Regions from separate parts of the Mus musculus genome. Here regions 2, 3, 4 and 5 are each linked to region 1. The links are chromatin contacts, called in public ChIA-PET, HiChIP or PLAC-seq and promoter capture Hi-C maps. All regions are on one chromosome and are shown on one strand. Each heading gives the region's core, a stretch centred on a gene start, on an enhancer-like site or on the middle of the called end of the contact. The rest is flanking DNA. Distances are from core to core; before and after follow the strand shown.

Region 1 (2,768 bases), core at 157-2,656:
CGGATTTCTGAGTTCGAGGCCAGCCTTGTCTACAGAGTGGGTTCCAGGACAGCCATGGCTACACAGAGAAACACTGTCTCGGAAGAAAAAAATAACAAACAAACAAACAAACAAACAAAGAAAAAGATATTATACCCAAACTTCTAAGAGAACTTGGGCTTCTGTTTGCTTGCAAATAAAATTAATTATCAAGCATTCTCAAATAATATTTGCTTACCATATTTTAAGTTATGCTTTACCGTTTTACTAAATTACCTACTGAGAAATGTAGAACTCAGTATGTTTTCTGTTAAGTATGCTACATTCAAATCTATCTTTTTTTTTTTTTAACACAAGGGAAGGAATCAGGCACAGTTCAAATTCTATTGCTATGTTGTATTGCTTGTAACCAATTGTTTTTCATACAAATAAGCATAGGTTCAAGAGAATTAAAGTTCTTTATCGCTTATGGACGATTTCTATTCTCTTTGGGAGTTACTAGATAAGTAGTATATGTAAGTCAGTTCTGATTTATACATATCACATTATATATGATATACGTATAGGTAATTATTCTGGGGCCAATATACATACATTAAGTTTCTAGAGTTTACTGAAAATAAGGAAAATCAGGTGTATCTCACATGTAAAAAAAAAAAAAAAACTAAACTAAAACCAAGGGAAGAAATATGTATCTTTAAATTTTTACTTTATAAATGGGTGTACAAATATGCTCTACTTAAGATACAACTGTTCTATATTTTAAGATTATTATCTGTGGAACAACTGAAAGAGGACGCTGTTAATTTGATTTGACATTCCGAAGTCTCTTCCAGCTTTATCACCTGGCATTTTCCATCAGCTTCTCCCAAAGGGTCCAAAGATGATGGCATAAAGTAAGGTGCTCGGAAAAGAATACTTAGATTTTGTAATCATGGCTCAAGTGTCAAAAACAGGTTTTTTTAAAAAAAACCCTAAAACTGAAAGTGAAAACCAAACCGACCTGGGAGACTTGAAATACGAACACAAACCTATAGACCTCGTTAAGTGACAAGACAGGAAAGAAAACACCAGCTGCTGGTCCTTGCCCTGATGGCCTTCTAAAACTCGGCAATTAAAAAATAAGTAGCTAGCACTGTAGCAAGCAGCCTGTGGTAAAGGCTGTGAAGCTTACAGGCATCTCTTCCCCACAACCTCAAAACGGAGCAGCTCTCAAAGCTCAACTCCGAGCTGTACGAACAACCCAGAGATGATGACAGGCCGCTGCTGAGGCACACACTGCAGAGAAGGAAATACCGAGTACCTGTTTGCCTCTCCCGAATGCTGGCCGTGGCCGCCATCTTGCTTCCCACCATCCACTGCCCGGCTGGCACTGGGAGCCCGAAGATGACGTGGCCCTACCTCCCGCGCCGGAAGCAGAACCAGGAGGCGGGCTATGGCGGCAGCCGGCCCGCCTCCCCGGTCCCAGCCCTCGCCTTTCCTCACAGACATTGGTGTTTGCAGATTTCCCAGCAGCGTTTCTAACTAATCGGGGCGAACCTCCCGAGGTCGCTACTCTTAAACCGCTTCTCAGGGCATGGGCGTGGTGGAGCGCTTACAATCTAATTGATAGTGCACTTCTCATCAAGTTTAAATCCTCATAAAAATTTACAAGGCCAAATGAGACGCCAGAAATTGCGTTTTCTTGATTTCCATAACAGTAGTGTCCCTTCCCTCTTTCCTCTGGGGGGGGAGGGGGGGGGGAAACTACAAGCGTGGTAATTTATTCCGTTTGATTTCTTCAGGAAAGGGCTTTGGCCTGCTAGGGTATAAAATCACAGAAAAGCCAAATGGCAGAATTTCCTCTCAGTAGTGCAAATTAAAAAAACAAATGATTGTGAGCAGAATCCGGATGATCACAGCCAGGTTTGGTACATTTAGAGCCCTGTGATTATGAAATAAATCTCACATCGACCATTTTCATAATAGATTTTATTAATGTCAAAAATATATACAATGACAACTTATTACCAATCAATGAACCCACCGATGACACTGCATTATGGATTAATTCTCAGGCAGTCAGATTCTGAAATGAAATCATACTTTCAAAAATTTGGCTTTCAAAATTATACAAATAATTTATCTTATTTTTTAAAATCAAGATTGCATTTTTTTTACAATAAAAACACATTTGACAGATGTAGATACCTATTTTTATAAAGTTACAACAGGTTATCTATAACTACCAGTTTGTGCCCTAGGGGAAGTATCTCAATTCTGGTGTCCATGGACTCTTGAGCAGAATGGCTTTCCCACCTTCCAGTGAGTTTAATCTTACTCACCTGAGAATCCCCACTTTTAAGTACAAATTTGTCATTTGACCATTTAAGTTCCATACTAACTCCTTCCAAGACTATAAGGCACATTATCATAAAATACTAAGACATTTATACAGTGTGCATGTTTCTGTCCAATGGTGTAATGTGGGGAGTAAACATAAAGATATATATATTCATTAGAAGAGTAACTATATAGAACAGTCCTGCAAAGCTACGACCAAGAATGATATTAATGTTGATTATAAGAATAAAAATCATGACTTCAGAGTTAGATTTATTGTAGCTGTTTAACTCCAGATTTTTTGGTTTAAATAATTGAACATCAAGGGATAGTTTTATCTTAGAAAATTTGCTAAAAACAGTTTGTTTCTTGAGTTCAAGGAGCTCTCAGACAAGAAGAGTAAAGATTTTGGATCTTACCCACTTTAATAACATCAGCCTCGTAAATGGACTACTTGTTTAAGACAA
Region 2 (2,768 bases), core at 156-2,655, 510 kb before region 1:
CCATTCAACTGGCTTCACTTGAAGTGGTCAGGCAGATTATCTGTGCCGCCCAAGAACATGTGAAGGAAAAAAGACGTAGTGCAGAAGGTAAATATTAACTCAGTGACATAGCATCTCTTCTCATTCCAGTTCTGAGAGTCATACACTCTGTATGCAGTGGGCAAGCGCTGTTCCCCTAGGCGCAGCCGCAGCCACACAACGCAGCGCAGTGTCATTGTCTTCACAAGTGTTACTCGGGGTAACCACACAATCTGGATACTGCTGAAACTAGGGCAGACGGCAATACAGACCTAAAGAGCAAACGGGCAGAAGTGGGCAGTATGTGGGGGCCGGTGGGCAGAGTCTAGTCTGATCCTTGTGCCCAGCCGCTGCCAGTCTGTAAGATGACAGAGTCGCTGTTGGAGCTGCTGCTGTCAGATTCTCACTTATAACAGCACAGAGATGAGTTTGATCGGGCACTATTTTAAGGCTGAAAAGATTACAAGAATTTTATTTTTAACCCACTGTAATGAGAACTCATAGTAAAAACAACTTTAACTTCAGAGCTGCTTTTTCCTTAAGCTTTTCACACCTAGGACTTAGCCACTAAATGCATTGTCTGGAATTGCCACCTACTTGGAGCCAAGCAAGCAGCAAGTATTTCTTAAGCACTGTTCCCTCTGTGTTTCAGTTGATGATGGAGCCTCTGAGAAGGAAACCCTGCCAGAGTTTGGTGAAGGGAAGGACACAGGAGGACTCGTACCTGGGAAGTCTTTGGTCTTTGCAACCCTGGAACTCTGTGTCTGCATCCTCGTTAGACAGCTCCCAGAACTGAACCCTAAGCTGGCAGGTAGCCCAGGAGGAAAGGCTTCAAAGCCGAAGACCCTGTTGGAGGAGGGAAGTAGACTGGTGGCGGCTGCCCTGGCCATCCTTGCTGAGCTTCCTGCAGTGTGCTCTCCTGAAGGTATGCTGTGCTGTGTGAGCTTCCTGCAGTGTGCACTCCTGAAGGTATGCTGTGCTGTGTGAGCTTCCTGCAGTGTGCTCTCCTGAAGGTATGCTGTGCTGTGTGAGCTTCCTGCAGTGTGCTCTCCTGAAGGTATGCTGTGCTGTGCGTAGGACCTAGAGCCGTGCCTCTCAGTCACTTCCTCGGTTGGGTGACCCCAGCCGTAGAACTGCTTCCTTGCTACTTCATAACTGACTTGCTACTGCTGTGAATCATAATGTAAATACCTGATATACAGTCCACAGTGGGGCCATGGCCTCCAGGTTGCCAGCCACTGTCCTAGAAGAAGGGGACTGACCTAGTTGCTATTCATTTTCTCATTTGAGTACTTTTTATAATCCTGTAAGATTAGTCTTGCAGTCTAATATAATTTGTTTCACCAAGAGGTGAAAGTGAAAGCCACAAACAGCAGATGTGATGGTGAATGCGCTTCCTGTGACTGCCTTCTTACTCCAGGTCTAGGCGTGGAGCCCAGGCTTGGAGCATGCGAGAGTGTGCCCTGACCATCAAGCTGACAGTATTTTAAATCAAGTAGTAGTACTTGTACATTTTCAGTGTGCAGTATCTGGTGGACAGTTCTGACTCCATATGACAAATTTGTCATGAGGATGCCCTGTCCTGTTTGGGACCAAATCCATTCAGTTCTTTCATCTAGCTCCTAGGGTTCTCTGGGTGCTGCTAACTCCACTGCCTGCCAGAGGCTCCCTGCTGATCCTGTTGTTTGCAGTGGGCATACTTTCTGTGAGCATAAGCCACCTAATTCTGGGTCAGGTAGGCCCACTCTGCCACCGTGTGTGTGTGTGTGTGTGTGTGTGTGTGTGTGTGTGTGTGTGTGTGTGTGTGTGTTGGAGAAGAGTGTTTCGGGAGTCGGTTCTTGCTACTTTGTTTGGCGGCAGCCTCGCTCTTGCTCCTGTCACTGTGGTGCTCCATGTGGGTCTCTGATCTGCAAGCTTCCAGGTGACTCGCCTCCCATCTTGCCATAGGGATGCTAGGATCACAGGTGTTCACCACTGTGTCCAGCTTCTCCAGCAAACAGTGCACTGATCTAGCTTTTTAATGTTTTCTTCCTTCAAAGTTAACTCTGGTCTCACCTTATCAGAAAATGTTTCCCTGGAGACCTTCTCATAATGAGTTTTGTTTGTTCTTGTATAAACACTATTTCTTATGAAGATCTATAGCTTTCTCCATCATGTAACTATATTATATGTAACTATTACATATAAAAGATAAATATGTGTGTAGGTGTGTTTTATTTCTAGTTAAAATTTGTCTTTTGAACAAAGTCTAGCACAGGATGTGAGAAGATGGCTCGGTGGTGAAGTTCCTGCCATGCAAGCATGACCTCAAAAGCTGAGCGGCCCGTGTGTACCTGTAACCCCAGTGCTGCGGTAGAGGGAGAGGCAAAAGCAGGCAGAGCCACAGAGTTCATGAGGCAGCCACCCAGCCAGCCAGCCAGCCAGTCAGTGAGAATGTCACAGAAAATAAGGTGGAGCCATCACACACACACATACACACACGCACACACAGCAACTGACCAACCTACATCCCGAGTTCAAGTCCAACCTGGGCAGTTTAGTGAAACTCTATCTCAAAATTAAAGCTAAAAGAGAAGGCGAGTTCCGAGGAGATATAGCTCAGTAGTAGAACGTGCTTACCTACCAAGAGTAAAGCCCTAGGTTCAGTTCCCAAAACAAAAGGTCTTGTAAACATAGTTTAAATAAATTGAGTAGTAATGAACCTTCATCACATTGTGAAAATACTTAGAGCTACAGGACTGTGTCCTTCA
Region 3 (2,768 bases), core at 157-2,656, 390 kb before region 1:
AATTGTAATGGAACACAGTATAGTTTCAGGAGCTGATGTCCATGAACCAATTGTTGTTCTTTCATCTGCTGAAAACGTCCCTCAAACAGAAGTAGGGTCATCTTCCAGTGCAAGCACCAGCACCCTAACAGCGGAAACGGGAAGTGAAAATGCGGAAAGGAAGTTAGGCCCTGATAGTTCTGTTCGAGCTCCTGGGGAGTCTAGTGCGATATCCATGGGGATTGTTAGCGTTAGCTCTCCTGATGTTAGTTCGGTATCTGAATTAACCAATAAGGAAGCAGCTTCACAACGACCCCTTAGCTCTTCGGCAAGTAACAGACTGTCGGTGAGCTCTCTGTTGGCAGCCGGGGCCCCTATGAGCTCCAGTGCGAGTGTACCTAACCTGTCCTCAAGAGAGACATCTAGCTTGGAGAGCTTTGTCAGGAGAGTGGCAAACATAGCACGGACTAATGCCACCAACAACATGAACCTAAGCCGAAGCAGCAGTGACAACAACACTAACACTTTGGGGAGGAACGTGATGAGCACCGCAAGTAAGTGAGCTTTCCTTCTGGGGTCCAGTACTTCCTGTGAGGGAGCTGAGGCTAGCCACGTCAGACAGACTGCCCTCTCAGATGCAGCACTTGGGAACTATGAAGTCAGGGTCTGAAGAACCTACAGTAGTTCAGGACTTGAGACTAGCTTGCATTTTATAAGAGACGGCTACACAAAACTACACGACAGATTAGCTGACTAGTTCCCACGGCACGCCTCTCACTCAGCCCCTGTATTCACTATAGCTTCCAAACGCTAGCTAACTCTAATTTTAAGTTACTAATGGGGCCAAGTGATTCCCATAAAATTACAATAAAATTAATCCTGTTGCTTATTTTTTGTAAAAGCTAGGCTTTAAAAGGTAATTATGGACTTTTTTTTTCCTTTTTTCTTTTTTTATTTTTTTTTTTTTTTTTTTTGTTTTCAAGACAGGGTTTCTCTGTGTAGCCCTGGCTGTCCTGGGACTCACTTTGTAGACCAGGCTGGCCTCGAACTCAGAAATCCACCTGCCTCTGCCTCCCAAGTGCTGGGATTAAAGGCGTGCACCACCACCGCCCGGCAGTAATTGTGTTTTTAAAAACAGTAAGTTTTAGTTGGTTTTCAGTTCGGTTCCCAAAGTTGTTGCTTTTCAATGTTTTCATTATTAATGTGTTTCATGAAATTAAAAAAATATTTTATCTTGATTTTTTTTTTTTTAAAGGTTCCTTCAATACTGCGTATTTAACTGATTTGCTTCATTTTTATTTTTAGCTTCTCCACTTATGGGTGCTCAGAGTTTCCCTAATTTGACCACACCTGGTACTACATCAACAGTGACAATGTCAACATCGAGTGTTACGAGCAGCAGCAATGTAGCTACGGCAACCACAGTTTTATCAGTGGGTCAATCATTAAGTAATACTTTAACCACCAGCCTCACATCAACCTCTAGTGAGAGTGACACAGGCCAGGAAGCAGAATACTCCTTATATGGTAAGTTACAGATCAAAGTTTATTAACTATACAATCCATCCATCCAACTGGATCCATTAACATGGTGCATTTTTCCTGGAATTCTTGATGAGGAATGGAATTTGAGGTAAGGTCTTACTTTGTAGCCTTAGCTGGTTTAGAACTCACTATGTAAACCTGGCTGGCTTTAAATTCACCTGTCTCTGCCTCCTGAGTGCTGGGATTAAAGGTCTGCACACCACGTCCATCCTTATATATTTTCAACCTTTTATATAAAATAATGTCTTTGTATAAAATGGAAAAACTCCATGATGTAGAGAAGATTAAAAAATTATCTGATTATAGGGGCTAGGAAGATGGCTCAGGGGTTAGTGTGGTTGTCGGTCCTACTGAGGACCCAGGTTTTTAGAAAAAAAATTAATAAAACAAGTAGAGTACCTACCTTCCAACCTGATCAGGTACATACCTGTGTGTATGGGGTTTGTTTGCTTGTTTAAGCTAAAGGGAATTGTGTCCTTTAGCTATTTCTTTTCCTCAGTGTATTTGAAAATATATCCCATTGTTTGATGTGTTTCTACAACATTTGGAATTACTGCCAAATATTCCACTATAGGGTGATCATGATAAGTTATACGCTTTGTCTAACAGTTACAACTTTTTCTTTCTCATAAACATAAATATACAACCTAGTATTGCTGTGGATCGCCTTAGGTTTGTTCTTTAAAGTAATTACTTCCAAAACAGTTGTCTTCCTGTCAAGATGAGTTGAAATATTTTTTATTTTTTTACCACATAGCCTTGATCATGTTTATTGTCTCCCCTTTGGCAATACTAGAAATCAAACCCAGGACTCACAGGTTAGGAGAACCCTCTGTCCTTGAACTGTATCTTCTGCCCTCTGTTCTTTTAAAAAAATATTTTTGATACTTTCAAAGAAGAGCTTATGTATGCACATCTGAATATGGGTATTGGAATCCAGAACAGGACGTCAGGTCCCTAGAAACTAGAGTTACAGGTGACTGTGACCTGCTCAGCATGACTGCTGGGGACTGAACTCATGACCTTGGCAAGAACAAGTGCTCTCAACTGTTGAGCCGTCTCTCCAGCTTTTCACTTTAGTTCTGGACTGCGGTGATCTAAATAGGGCTGTGAGTTTGCCATGTGAAAGGGAGTAAAATGTTGAGGCTGTTGGCTGTGTTAGGTGATGGAATCCCTCTTCTCTGTGCCTGACACTGACGGACCATGGAAGACTGCTAGTTAGAAGGATGAGAGTAACATAAGTC
Region 4 (2,768 bases), core at 183-2,682, 300 kb before region 1:
TTGATAATAGATTCCCAGAGAAAAGGACAGCTAAGCTTTGACCTGAAGAGTAGGCCAAGTGGGAGAATTCTTTCATGTATGGGGAACAGCATGTGAGAGGTGTAGAGCAGAAAAGGCTATTTACCAGACTCAGTGAAATGAAAGAATGACAGATAGCTAGAAGTGTATTTTAGTCAGGAAGTGAAGAAAAAGGAAAGAAAAGGTCAGACAGGGTGGCCCTACGTCTAAATTCCAGTGCAAAACAAAACCTCAGTGAGTTGAGCCTAGTTGTGTATAATCCATTTTCTAGGGAAGGTGAGGCAAAAGAATAAGTTCAAGGCTATCCTGGGCAATTTTGATAACACTCTCAAGATAAAAAATACAAAAGAGTTGGCTATATATACCTCTTTGGTGGAGTACTTGCCTACTATGTGTGAGGCTCAGGAGTTCAACTCCTAATCCCAACACAAACCCAACAAAATATCAAGTGTTGGTAAAGGTGTGGAAATTGCGACATTTGTACACAACTAATAGAACTTTAATATTATGGCAGGTGCTTGAAATACATTTTTAGTTTTTAAAATTTATTTTATGTATATTGGTGTCTGGTTTGCATGTCTGTGTACCATGTGTATGCAGTGCCTGCCTAGGCCAGAAGCACAAGTTAAATCCTCAGAAATTGTATTTTCAGGAAATTGTATGCTGGGAATGGATCGCAGGTCTTCTGGAAGACATGGACCTGTCGCTCCAGCCTCAACCATCTCACTATAGTAATGCTGTGCTTCAGGTCCTTCCTTTTCTAGTGCAGTTACAGGTGGCCTTGTCTATGCTATGACAATTGTAGGCAGTTTGGTCATAGTGTCTGCTATTTTTTAAACACTACATCCTGTGATTTCTTTGTAAGTTAAAGGATCCTCCATGTCTACCCCTGTAGCCCCCCCATAGCCCTTATGAATCACAGTACCTGCTCCCACAGTGTTCATTGAGAGCTCTTACACTTCCATTTGCTGACATTTCTCTTCACCTCTTGGTTCATTGGCCCAGGAAAAAAGTTGTGCAGAAACTCCTCTTACCACATTTACATTTCTTTCTCTTTACTCCTTCTCTTTCTATTTTTTTCTCCTTTCCCTTTCTGAGATGGAAACTTCTGGTTTCTTTGGAAAGTCAGTTCTGTCGGATGGTATTTTGCTGGGGCAAACACATTAAGAAATGTTTTCCTGAAGCAGACAAAGGGGATAGGATATTTTTCTAAAGCAAGCATGTGAAAGGGCATATGATGGATTTAAAGGGCATATGTGAAAGGACACACGTGTGGTTTGCCTTATGTATTGTTGAATTCCATTTGTCATGACTCCATAGAGAGAAATGCACCAGGAAGCTTCATGAGAGGTTTCTACAGCTTCAGTGGATTTGGGCTGATTGGCAGAGTGATGTCAGCTGATGCAAACTGAGTCAAGACCCGTGGAAGACTCATGATGATTGGAGGGAGTATAAATAAGACTCAGCAGACAGTGGTGGGGAGAGGGGTTTGGCTTCTTGGTCGTCTTCACTGATCTCCGCTTTGTTGAGAAAAATATGCCTAAAAAACCCTCCTGGCATCCCTGGTGGTTCTGGTCCCTCCTGCTGGCTTGTGCTGGTTCTGCTAAGGCCTGGCTATTTCTGTTAAGTCATGCTATCTCTGATGATTCGTGTGTGCTATCCTGACACTACCAAACTAGACCACTGGTATATTTGTAAAGTATAATACTGCTGACCTGTGAACTAAACTACTGATTTCCTGAAAACACAGATGATATTTGCTCCAAAAAAAATTTCTAAACAGTCTGCTTCCCTGTACCCTAATAACCTTTCTTTTCCACTACCTCTGGGGGTGATGGGCTAAAAAGGAGGTTAAAAGGTTTTAAAACCCATATTAAAAGTAAGATTTAAGAGGTTAAAACTATACCTTTCCCCTTCTCCATTTTCCCATTCCTTCTTTTTTTCTTCTCTTTCCTTGAGTGCCTCAAACTTGCTATATAGTTGAGTCTGACCTAATTTATTCCCTTCTGCCTCTGCCTCTGCCTCCCAGGTTCTGAGATTACAGGTGTGTATTCATGGCTCCAAATCTATTCTTTTGAATTGTAATTTTACAGATAAACTCTCATGTTTTCTGAGTATTAGTATTATACTGGTATAGCAAGATAATTTGCCTAAGGTCAGTTCTAAGTGTTAGCATTGGAATGTGAATTGGAATCTACCATCTGTTTGTAAATCATGTGGTTGTCTGTCTGTCTGTCTAATCTTGGTTACAAGGGGCAGGTTTTCTTTGTTGTTCTGGCTGTCCCAAAGCTCGCTTTGGAGAACTGCCTCTTACCCCCCAAGCACTAGCTAAATCCAGGGTTCTTGTTTCATGTGCTACAATTTTGTTGCTACTTTCCCCCTCAGACCCATATTCTGAATTCCTTGGACTACCATGAGGAAGGTTGCTTTTGATAGCAGATGTAGGTCTTTTCTCTTGTATGCATGCTGATATATGAGAACATTTCTTTCACATTGAAGGTGATCAGTCTGGCTTGTGGGTAGTGTGTATACCAGATTGCCAGGCTGGGTCCTGGAGGGAGACGTTTTATGATGCTGTTCTATAATTTGAACTGGAACAGGCTGCTTCCTATGAGTTAGACTCCATGCTTTTGTTTTTTTGCGACAGGATTTCTCTGTGTAACCTTGAGTGTCCTTGAATTCACTTTGTAGACCAGGCTGGGCTCCAACTCAGAGATCTATCTTCCTGTCTCTGCTTCCTGGCTTCATAG
Region 5 (2,768 bases), core at 178-2,677, 260 kb before region 1:
CATTATTATACAAAGGATGATTTGTTTTCTGTTCCTGGCTTCAGTTTTATACTTTTAAGACAGCCCTGAGCTAGGCATGGTGACAGTGCCTGTACTTCCAGCACTTACCTGGCAGAGGTAGGATGATCAGAAATTCAAGGCCTGCCTTAGACTACTTGAGATCCTGGATTAAAAATGTAAACAAGCCAATGTTTTGTGGTTGGTTTGTTTGTTTGTTTGTTTTAATCTTAGGTCAGTACTTGTCCCTTCTTTTCATCTTCTCCTCTGTCTAACTAGCTTTACTTCCGCTCCTCCTACCCATCTAAGGTACAGTTTTCGAATGGACCAGCTAATCCTGTGCTGGGTTGCTCCCTCCCTCCCTATCCTTTTAATTGTTTTCATCTCCAGTCAGAAAGATACTCTCAAGAGTACAGTGCAGTTTTTAATCCATAGACTCACTTTGTAGTTCTGCTTATTTTTCTTCAATATTGTAGTATCACATTTATTTAAGACAACAGTTGCCATGTTGAAAGAAACTTGCTTTTGCTCTTTTTTTTTTTTTTTTTTTTAAAGCTAGCCTGCAAGGACTCATTTCCTGAACTTTGAGGTCAGGTTATGAAGTTGACTCCCAACGACAGCTTGAGACATAGTCACTACTTATATCAGGGATAAAATCCAAGTTCAAAATGTTGCCAGTTTAGGTTCTGCATATTTCATTAATTTCATTTTTTTCTCTTGCTTTTTTTTTTTTGTATGCATTTGTGTGTGTGTGTGATTTCAAGACATAGATTATTTCTAACAATGTGAAAAGTTTATTTTAATTACAGTGGTAGTCAGAAGATAAAACTGTTTGCCTCCTAGTCATTAGTCTTGCTAAACAAAATGTCAATTAGCAAAGACCACATTTAAGAAATGAAAAATGTTAGTTTTAGATTTGGAGAAAGTACTGTAAGTGCTGTGTAAAGGAAGATAAAGTTTGAGTGAGTAAATGGATGTAGATAACAGTTGTCAGCTTATTGATGTTTTCCATCGTGCTGCAGTCTGTTTAGAGGAATGTACATTTATGTAAAATCTGAAAGTCACAGTTAAGAGATAGAAGTATTGTGTTTTATAGTTCATAGTAGTGTTTCTCTCTTAAAAGTTAAAAATCTACCCCCTCTACTCCCCTCTTATAAAGCAGAGGTTTTTTTTTTTTTTTTTTTTTTTTTTTTTTTTATAGCTTAGGCTGGCTTGAAACTCTTTATTCTTCCTATTTCTATCTCCAGAGTGCTAGGACTACAAGTGTAAGCCACGACACGTACAGAAAAATATTTCTTTTAAATTCCTGCAATACTTAAGAACTGAAGGAATATTTTTATTGTATTTGTGTTACCTGTTTTTAAATAGAACCTCACTGTACAGTCCAGGCTGATCTGGAACCAGCTGGATAGTCCAGGCTTATCTCAAACTCCCAATGCCTTTGCCTCAGCCTCTTAAGTGCCAGAATTAAAAGTGTGTGTCCTAAACCTAACTCAGCTGATGTTTTTATAGGAAGTTCCTGAGCCTCTATGCCTTTGAATATTTGTATTAACATTAGGCACAATAATCTCATACTAACAATACCCCAGTCTTCTCATTATTGGTCAGCATTTAAAACTGTTAAATTATTTAGAATCTTTGGGTTTAGGATGAATGTGAAGATGCAGTAAGCTTTCAGTTGAAAAGGTAGGCATAGAGCCAGTGGCAGAGCAGTGGCCCAGCATGTGCAAGCCCTTATGATCAGTCCTCAGTACCTAAGTAAATATACCGATTAATTTTGCAGAGCAGAGACTATGATCTCTGGTTATGAAATCTGCTTTCATCTTTTGACAGCTTTTGAGAAACTAGTATTAGAGCAGAGAAGTTTCATCTTCTCCTAAGCTTGGCATTGTGCTACTTAAAGACTAATGTTTGACTGTAAGTATGTAAAGATAACATTATGCCATTCTGCATCCTAAATTTAAGCAATAACTTTAATATTCATCTCTGCTCCCTTCTGTATTTCCAAGTCTACTTACTTAAGGATTTATTTTTACATATTTTCTAAAACAAAGCTTTAGAATTTTTATTATGTTTGTTATAAGCTATCATAACAAAATTATTTACTTAAGCCACACATAAGTATTTACTAAGGCACACAGACATATAATAAATTCTTATGGCAGAAAAAAAATTAATAAAATATGTTCTGAGGAAATAGATTTGCTTAGAGAAATATATAGGATTTGTATAGGCCGAGAGAGTGAGTATGTGTGTGTGTATGTGTGTGTTTGCATGTGTGTCTGCGTGTGTGCCTGTGTGTGAGCGAGCAAGAGGGAGAGAGAAAGTGAGAGTGAGTTGGAGAGGGCAGATTCAGTCAAATAAAGCAGAATGCATAGCAGAATCATTTGCACTGTACGGAAAGTTAACGACGTTTGTGTTTTGGGTCAAGGTAAGGGATGGGATAGAAACCTGCACATCATGAAGCTTGTATAAGGTTAAGTAGACAATGTTAGGAGCCCTTATTCATGAAGTACTAAGTACCAAGCAAGGAAGCAGGAGAATAAATGTGATAATTTGGAAGCCAATTTAATTGGTAGTATTCAAATTTGATAGACAATAAATGGGGCATGAAGATCTTATAAAAAATGAGTCTAGTACAACCATGAGAGTCTTGATTAACAAAGCTGAGAAAAAGATTAAAGAACAATTTAAAAGAAAATTCTTTGTAAAAATAACTTTTCTCCTCTTTATATAAGTTGTAGAATTATTAATATTTGATGCAGGGTTTT

What was found. Promoter capture Hi-C pulls out the DNA fragments that hold promoters and counts their contacts. ChIA-PET counts read pairs in DNA pulled down with a chosen protein or histone mark. HiChIP or PLAC-seq counts read pairs in DNA pulled down with a chosen protein or histone mark.
Region 2: a contact with region 1 is called in an RNA polymerase II ChIA-PET map of memory CD8 T cells, with 25 read pairs. The contact joins the enhancer-like site here to the promoter of Scfd1 in region 1. A contact is called at or near these places in 6 of 39 promoter capture datasets (the C10 cell line, the HPC-7 cell line, hematopoietic stem and progenitor cells and 2 more), 2 of 484 Hi-C or Micro-C datasets (the G1E-ER4 cell line and LSK cells), 2 of 115 datasets of contacts at active chromatin or transcription factors (effector CD8 T cells and memory CD8 T cells) and 3 of 9 other capture datasets (adipose tissue, liver and pancreatic islet).
Region 3: a contact with region 1 is called in a promoter capture Hi-C map of cranial neural crest. The contact joins the enhancer-like site here to the promoter of Scfd1 in region 1. A contact is called at or near these places in 15 of 39 promoter capture datasets (the C10 cell line, the HPC-7 cell line, HPC-7-derived erythroid cells and 9 more), 11 of 484 Hi-C or Micro-C datasets (CD8 T cells, DN3 thymocytes, LSK cells and 5 more), 4 of 115 datasets of contacts at active chromatin or transcription factors (the SCID.adh cell line, cardiomyocytes, memory CD8 T cells and 1 more) and 2 of 9 other capture datasets (adipose tissue and liver).
Region 4: a contact with region 1 is called in an H3K27ac HiChIP or PLAC-seq map of epiblast stem cells, with 2.4 times the contacts expected there. The contact joins the enhancer-like site here to the promoter of Scfd1 in region 1. A contact is called at or near these places in 12 of 39 promoter capture datasets (the 3T3-L1 cell line, 3T3-L1-derived adipocytes, the C10 cell line and 10 more), 2 of 484 Hi-C or Micro-C datasets (B cells and CD4 T cells), 2 of 115 datasets of contacts at active chromatin or transcription factors (bone marrow-derived macrophages and epiblast stem cells) and 4 of 9 other capture datasets (adipose tissue, embryonic stem cells, liver and 1 more).
Region 5: a promoter capture Hi-C map of second pharyngeal arch cranial neural crest shows a contact between it and region 1, with 2.7 times the contacts expected there. The contact joins the enhancer-like site here to the promoter of Scfd1 in region 1. A contact is called at or near these places in 11 of 39 promoter capture datasets (the C10 cell line, the HPC-7 cell line, HPC-7-derived erythroid cells and 6 more), 2 of 115 datasets of contacts at active chromatin or transcription factors (the 230-238 cell line and trophoblast stem cells) and 4 of 9 other capture datasets (adipose tissue, embryonic stem cells, liver and 1 more).

The regions. Positions count from the first base shown.
Region 1 is chr12:51,376,151-51,378,918 of GRCm38.p6, reverse strand. It overlaps Scfd1 (Sec1 family domain containing 1), which reads right to left and starts at 1,406. Exons shown (of 25, transcript NM_029825.3): 1 at 1,283-1,406. The coding sequence starts at 1,334. It overlaps G2e3 (G2/M-phase specific E3 ubiquitin ligase), which reads right to left. Exons shown (of 15, transcript NM_001015099.2): 15 at 1,933-2,768.
Region 2 is chr12:51,886,173-51,888,940 of GRCm38.p6, reverse strand. Heatr5a (HEAT repeat containing 5A) reads left to right here. Exons shown (of 36, transcript NM_177171.4): 31 at 1-87; 32 at 671-943. Among named protein-coding and RNA genes, the nearest start is that of Gm34894, 36 kb to the right of the region's middle. Within about 2 kb of position 1,405, at least 99 of the 459 cell types and tissues checked have an H3K27ac peak or open chromatin away from gene starts, as enhancers often do. A contact at or near this core is called in LSK cells, effector CD8 T cells, hematopoietic stem and progenitor cells and 2 more, where this site is marked.
Region 3 is chr12:51,766,294-51,769,061 of GRCm38.p6, reverse strand. Hectd1 (HECT domain E3 ubiquitin protein ligase 1) reads left to right here. Exons shown (of 43, transcript NM_144788.2): 25 at 1-533; 26 at 1,285-1,506. Among named protein-coding and RNA genes, the nearest start is that of Gm5785, 61 kb to the left of the region's middle. Within about 2 kb of position 1,406, at least 31 of the 459 cell types and tissues checked have an H3K27ac peak or open chromatin away from gene starts, as enhancers often do.
Region 4 is chr12:51,672,340-51,675,107 of GRCm38.p6, reverse strand. All of the region lies in intron 1 of Strn3 (striatin, calmodulin binding protein 3), which reads left to right. Among named protein-coding and RNA genes, the nearest start is that of Ap4s1, 17 kb to the left of the region's middle. Within about 2 kb of position 1,432, at least 24 of the 459 cell types and tissues checked have an H3K27ac peak or open chromatin away from gene starts, as enhancers often do. A contact at or near this core is called in epiblast stem cells, where this site is marked.
Region 5 is chr12:51,635,095-51,637,862 of GRCm38.p6, reverse strand. All of the region lies in intron 8 of Strn3 (striatin, calmodulin binding protein 3), which reads left to right. Among named protein-coding and RNA genes, the nearest start is that of Coch, 43 kb to the right of the region's middle. Within about 2 kb of position 1,427, at least 6 of the 459 cell types and tissues checked have an H3K27ac peak or open chromatin away from gene starts, as enhancers often do.